Linked DNA regions of Gossypium hirsutum: region 2 is linked to region 1. A link is a contact called in public Hi-C data. All regions are on one chromosome and are shown on one strand. Each heading gives the region's core, a stretch centred on a gene start, on an enhancer-like site or on the middle of the called end of the contact. The rest is flanking DNA. Distances are from core to core; before and after follow the strand shown.

Region 1 (3,674 bases), core at 235-2,734:
ATTTTTTTTAAATACTTATTGTAGAAATATTTTTTTTCACCATATTCAAAAATTAAAAAAAAAAACATTCTCTTTTCATTATTTCTCAAATTGTGCATTTTTTAAATATTAAACGACCTCAACACTAATTGATGTTGAGGTTCATGTGGTTAATTTTACCCTAGCCTCGTATTCATATGTATTGAGGTCAGGGTTCTTTACCAAAAAATTTGAGAGAATTTGATTTCCATAATTTGGGACATGATGAGATGATGTTATATAATTTCAACAGTTACAGGTGTTGAGGTTAAGCTTTTTTTTCAAAGATATTTTTGAGAATCTTATACTTGTATCGATACAAATTTAACTTGTAGTACCTAACATTTGTTGTCAAGGGTGGTTTTGATTTAGTTCAATCAGATTTTTTAAATTTTCTGAACCATCCATCATAATTCGGTTTAGTTCGATTTGGTTCTCAATTTTTTTATATGAATTTATTGTTTTTATTTTTTGACTTATTTTGATAAAATGAGGTTTATTTTATGACTTTTAAATATTATTTAAAAAATTAGATCTTTTTCATAAATATTTCTCAAAAACAATAATTCTTTAAGAACTTTTAAATTATTAACTATTTTAAATATAAAATATTTATTTTTATATCATAAAAACTAAAATTAATTATATGTAAATAAAAAATAAAATTTAATTCAATTTCGGGTCATTGTGATTTTTTAACTTATATTCGATAAACTATCTAAATATCTCGATTTGAGTTGATTTTTATTCTTAGCCCTAGTGAGGGTTAACCTTCATCTTTTATTGTTTTTCCCTATGCTCCTGAAATTTGGACTCTTAAAATTACAAAAAAAATTTAATATCCATTTGACTCTTTAATCTATACCTTATCTCACAATGCAGCATATCTATATTCATGATATAGTCATGTTTACATTATCTTTTTCATGAACACTATCATATGTTATTTTATAACATAGTTTATTTTTTTCCCTTGGGAGTTTTCTAACAAGCTAATGGCCCAATCATAAATGTTGCTTAAACAAGAAGACAAATATTTGAATGAGATGATGAAGAAATTCTACTTTGGATGTCAAAGCACTTGGATGGTTAGAAGAAGTTGCAGAATACTTGGGTTGGTCCATAAACAATTGCATAAGGGATAGGGAAGGAAGCAAAAGGAGAGGTTAGTGCAGAGGCAATCAACAATGGTCCCCTATTTTGTGGACGGTCCCGATCGGAGAAAAGAACAAAAAGAGTAGACTTTTAGCTCACTGCCAAAAAGGAGTCAGAGGGAGAAAAAGGTGTTTCTTCGGGAAAGGACATTCACAGCCTTTAATCTGGGCCCAGCAATTGACCCCCAAAGCCCATCCCCTGTCTTCATCACTCCCCCAAAAGACAAAATCCACATTCATCTTTCATAATCCCAAATGCTCAAAATAATAATAAGATATATATGGTATAATATTTTTACCAAGCTCAACCTAGTGAATTTGACAGTTTTTCCGAGTGATTTTTTTCTTTCAGAAAAAGAAAAAACAACTGGCGTCTGACAGTAATGCAGTGGGCAGCTGCATTTATAATAGGGCCAATCTTTAGAACCGGCAGATCACGCCGTCAAACCAGATGAGTATAGTACCCTTAGCAATTCACAGTCTCTAAGCCCCACGTAAAATAGTAACCTTCATCAACTCCGTCCCGAGTTAACGTTTCAATCGTTCTTCCTGCTGCCATGGGGACCCTCCCTCCCTCCCTCCCTCATGTTTGACTCACAGAGCTGACAAGCTTTAAAAACTAGTAAATTCAACGTTAACCCTTTCTGTGTTCTACCATTTTCAATTCCATGTAGTGTACGATGCGAACCATGGGCCATCGTATTGCCGTGTCTTTAGCGGTTTCATGCAATCCAGACTCCGCCCTTTCACACACTCTCTCCCTGACTTTTTCAGAGTTCAGATTTTGTATTTGTTTATTTCATATCCAACATTTGATGCTTTGGGAACTACGATCCTCTTTGCGACCCAATATACAGTACAACTCTATTTAACGTAGTGAGCTACTGATAGTAAAGCCTTCACCTCTCTCTGAGCTCAGGAAAAGAGAAGAACACTGAAATGAGAAGCTTTTACAGTTATCTTCTCTGTGTTTTCTCGACTCTTCTACTACTCTTCTCAGCCATCGTCTATGGTTCCAGTGATCTTGAAGTTCTGTTGCTGCTCAAGTCTTCAATGATTGGACCCAAAGGTTTGGGACTCGAGAACTGGGAATTCTCTTCATCTCCATCAGCACATTGCCGTTTCTCTGGTGTTCAATGCGATGAGGATTTCAGTGTTGTTGCTCTGAACGTGTCGTTTGCTCCTCTCTTTGGCACTATTCCTCCTGAAATTGGGCTTCTCAACAAGCTAGTCAACCTCACTATTTCTTCCGATAGTCTTACGGGGAGGATTCCTGTGGAGATGGGTAATTTGACTTCTCTTAAGATATTCAACATCTCCAACAATGTTTTCCAAGGCAGTTTCCCTGGAGAAATCTTTGCAGGCATGATTCACCTCGAGACTCTCGATGCTTATAACAATAACTTCACGGGTGTTCTTCCCATTGAGGTCGTCAATCTTAAATATCTCAAGCATTTATCTTTCGGAGGCAACTTTTTCATGGGAGAGATACCGGAGGAGTACTCTGAAATCCAGAGCTTGGAATATTTGGGTCTTAATGGCATCGGTTTAACAGGGAAAACTCCTGCCTTTTTGGCTAGTTTAACAAACCTCAAATACTTGGTAATCGGATACTTCAACGCCTACGTTGGAGGCATTCCACCTGAGTATGGGTCATTGAGTCAACTCGAACTTCTCGACATGGCAAGCTGTAACCTAACCGGTGAGATTCCTTCGAGTTTGAGCAATTTGAAACACTTGCACTCCTTGTTCCTTCAACTCAACCGTCTCACCGGCCGTATCCCTTCTCAACTCTCTGGTTTAATCAGCTTGAAATCACTTGATCTTTCTATAAATGAACTCACAGGGGAGATACCGGACAGTTTCTCTGCTTTGAACAACATTACGCTTATAAATTTGTTCAAAAACAATCTCTACGGTTTGATACCGTCATTCGTAGGCGATTATCCTCATCTTGAAGTGTTTCAGGTGTGGGGAAACAACTTTACGTTTGAATTGCCCCAGAATCTGGGGCGCAATGGGAAGCTTTATAAGCTTGACGTTGCTTCGAATCACCTCACTGGATTGATTCCTCGGGATTTATGCAGGGGGGGGAGGTTGGAGACGTTGATTATGATGGAAAATTTCTTCTTTGGTCCACTCCCTGAAGAACTTGGCAACTGCAAGTCTCTTACCAAGATTCGTATCATGAAAAACCTTCTCAATGGGACGATTCCAGCTGGGATTTTCAACTTGCCATTGCTGAGTATTATGGAGTTAGGCGACAATTTCTTCTCCGGTGAACTTCCATCACATATGTCGGGTGCTTCGCTTGGTCAGTTAAAAATTTCAAACAATTGGATCAGTGGAAAAATTCCTCCGGCAATCGGCAATTTGCGGAGTTTACAAGTTTTGTCTCTTGAAATGAACAAGTTTTCAGGTGAAATCCCCGGAGAGATCTTTAATATCAAATTGCTTTCAAAGATGAACATCAGTGATAACAATATTACTGGTGAAATCCCA
Region 2 (3,632 bases), core at 281-2,780, 160 kb before region 1:
TACCTAGATACATCACCACTTGCATTAGACTTGAGGGCTTTTAAGTCCACCATACAATTATTTTGTTATTCTTTGATATAATAATATAAAATTCTACAACAACACATTTGATATCAGTTACAAAAAATCTGGTCCCTATTAATTGCCAACTATCTCCCTCCATACTTTGATTTTATTAATTGTTCAACTCAAACATCAAAATCTGTTTGTGATTCCAAATTAAATGCTCCAACATCCTTTTCTTTTTCTTTTAATTTAGATTTTCATATTTAAGATTTATATATTTTTTAAAAATAAATTTAATTAATTTTTAGAATTATACTAATCACAAATTAGTTTATAGGTGAAAAAAAATTTATGATTACTAGAATCGAATCGAACTATCCTATCAAATTGGTTGGATTAAGAACTAATTGGTATATTAATTTAAATAGAGATTTTCTTTTTTGAAAGATAAATTTATTGATTCATTCAATAAATGAAACATACAATTTAGAGAAGAAAATAACAAATATTTATTGTAGATGATGAATGACAAACTTCATTAACATAATAAAGACTTTATAATGTCAATAGAATATCATGACACATTAAGATTAATTGAACCAAATTAAAAAAGTTATTGAAGAATTGTTTTTACTATTTTTAGTAATATTTTTAACTTTTTATAATTTTTTATAATTTATTTAAGTAAAATCCATCTTGTCAAATATGATATTTTAAAAACCAAAAAGGAAAATGATACTGACACTACTTTTTGTGTCGGGAAAGTGAAACACGCTTGTTTTAACCTGATTTAGCCTAATTTTAAGATGATATTACTAACGGTTTTTTAATTAGTTAATAGATTACATAATTTTAGTAATATATTAATATGATTTTTAGTCACGCTTAGTGTTTGGGTAAATTATTTATTTTAATTTTTTTCTAATCTTTATATATTTAGAATTTAATATTATATTTTTATTTTTAGAAATTTAATGTTTTTATTTTTTTAATTTAAAAATTTAGGTTAATTTATTAATACTATTATAATTTTTTTAAATTTTCTAGTATGACATTTTGAAATTAAAAAGATATTCAGAATTCATGTAACAAACAAAATAATATTGTAATGAACTGAAATTTAATAAAAAAATTAATGATATTAATAATTCTTAAAAATTTACATTAATATTTTAACCATAATAAAATGTTTAGATTAACTAATAATATTATAAAAATTGAGATATTAAATTATGTCTAAATTAAAATATAGAGATTCAATTTCCAATTTGAGTGAAATATAAAAATAAAAAATAAAAAATAACAATTGTTATATAATTTTAAAAAAAGTGAAGGAATTGACCATAATCTGTTCATGTAAGAGGAAAGTGAGAAAAGTACAGCTAAGGCCTTTCTGTAGTTATATAGAAATTGTTTAAGGTAGTAAGTTCAAAAAAAAAAAAAACTAATCCGTAACCAACCAATTAACGTTACCGACAGAAGATATCACGCGCATAAAAATTTCATAGCAAAAGCCTCTGGTAGGTCCAAAATGGCATCGGCTCCTTTGAACGTAAAGGACTGACCACTAGTTGTAAATGCTCCTTTAATGCTTCCACTCTTCCTGATAAGATTTTTTAACTCTAATGTCTCTTACCATTTCTTTTCTTTTTGCTTCCAATTTTACTTCCCACAAGAATCTTTCTCAGATTCCATTTCTGGTTTTCCTTTTGGTATTAGTTTCACTTCAACAGAAGAGAGCAAAAGCTTTTTATGCCTCTTTGATTAAACTACTTGAGCTATCCTTGAAAAAAAAAACCAGAAAGGAAAAATGGGTGTTTTGAGCTCTGTAATGGGTGTTTTTGGATTCGGAATTGGAACTTCGGTTGGGATCGTCATTGGGTATTACATGTTCATCTACTTCCTTCCCACTGATGTTAAGGTTTGTTTCTTTCTTGGTTGAATTTCCTTTTGCTTTTCTTAGTTTTTGTCAGAGTCCCTTTTTTTTCCTAGGTGCCTGTTCTTGTTCTTCCATAAGCGGCTTGAATTTTTGTTGTTAAAACAATGAACAAGTGCTAAAAAAATGATAACTTTATTCTAAGCTGATCGAATGTTTCTTTTTTACTCTTATAATTTAATGGTTAATTCAAGTTGTTCTTTTTGAGTTTATGAATTCTGTCTTCCTGTTTCACCGTGCAAAGATTTGTAATTTGTAATGTTCTCGCTTTGAGAGATTTATATCCATGATTTTCAGTCGAAAAGAACATGATTTTGAAATGATCAGGCATTAGCTTAGGCTTTTCTAGGGAAAATTTAAGTTTGAGGATTCACAATTTTTTCTCTGCAGGTATTAGCATTCTAAAACATGAATAAATAAATAAACATAGAGGTATTCTTTTGTTTATTGCTTTTTTTTTCTGGGATTTTGCTTTTTGTACTTGATCACCATTGACCAACCGGTTTGGCCTGTGTCGATGTCTGTTGGTGCCACTTATAAGAAGCTGTAGTTATCATATGAAGCTATCATATAGGAAAACAACGAATAAATCAGCCTTTTGAACCATTGATAAGATGGTCACATTGTATGTTTTGGTTGTTCAGGATCCTAAAATCCGTCCTTTGGTTGAGGAAGACTCTAAAACTTTGCAGCAGTTGCTTCCAGAGATCCCTTTGTGGGTCAAAAATCCAGATTTTGACCGTGTATGTTCTCCTATCCTATGTCCTTTCATTTCTGTATTTGGGTCTTTAAGTGCTTCATATTAAGGTATGCATCAAGGTTATCACTGTCTGTTTCTCTGCAGGTTGACTGGCTTAACAAATTTATCGAGACCATGTGGCCTTATCTAGATACGGTATGTATAACTGCAATGACCTTTCACATATATGGCCTCTCTTATATTATTGAATTCCTTATCAAGTATCGGCACTTCGTTTTTCAAGGCGATTTGCACAACTGCTAAGAATATAGCAAAGCCCATTATTGGTGAGCAAATTCCAAAATACAAAATTCAATCAGTTGAATTTGAAACACTTACTTTGGGTACCCTGCCACCAACTTTTCAAGGTTGACTACTCTTTTCCATTACATTCTACACATACATAATATCAACTTCATATGACATATAAGATGCATATGGTGGTTTTGAATATTTTAGCTTATTTACACAAATTTTTGCAGAGAAATACTCATTATTGTTCTTATTATATGCCAGGAATGAAAGTCTATGTCACTGATGAGAAGGAAATTATTATGGAACCATCACTTAAGTGGGCAGGCAATCCTAACATCATTATCGCAGTTAAAGCTTTGGGATTAAAAGCCACTGTTCAGGTATTTGCTAGTGTACTGGTGGATTAAAAGAAAGAAATATGTATGTGAAAACATGAGAGAAATTTGCACACATTCTGTCTGTCTCTCTCATGAACTATGTGCACCCTTGTGTGGACAAAATTATTCCACAAGATCTAGTAGGAAAAATTCATGGTGCTTCCACTGAGGAGTATTGACTCTCTTTTTTGATTCTTTCAGGTTGTCGATTTGCAAGTTTTTGCCGTTCCTCGAATTACTCTGAAGCCTTTGCTCAGTGTCTTTCCTTGTTTTGCCAACATATATGTCTCCCTAATGGACAAGGTGGGAAACATGGTTT

The links. A called contact is a pair of places that touch in the nucleus more often than the background predicts.
Region 2: a Hi-C map of leaf shows a contact between it and region 1, with 2.0 times the contacts expected there. The contact joins the promoter of LOC107951341 here to the promoter of LOC107951343 in region 1. A contact is called at or near these places in 15 of 34 Hi-C or Micro-C datasets (callus, fibers, hypocotyl and 3 more).

The regions. Positions count from the first base shown.
Region 1 is chrA02:29,826,213-29,829,886 of Gossypium_hirsutum_v2.1, reverse strand. LOC107951343 (receptor protein kinase CLAVATA1) reads left to right here and starts at 1,484. Exons shown (of 2, transcript XM_016886352.2): 1 at 1,484-3,674. The coding sequence starts at 2,112.
Region 2 is chrA02:29,984,900-29,988,531 of Gossypium_hirsutum_v2.1, reverse strand. It overlaps LOC107951341 (synaptotagmin-2), which reads left to right and starts at 1,530. Exons shown (of 12, transcript XM_016886350.2): 1 at 1,530-1,927; 2 at 2,587-2,685; 3 at 2,787-2,837; 4 at 2,926-3,049; 5 at 3,198-3,316; 6 at 3,515-3,616. The coding sequence starts at 1,817.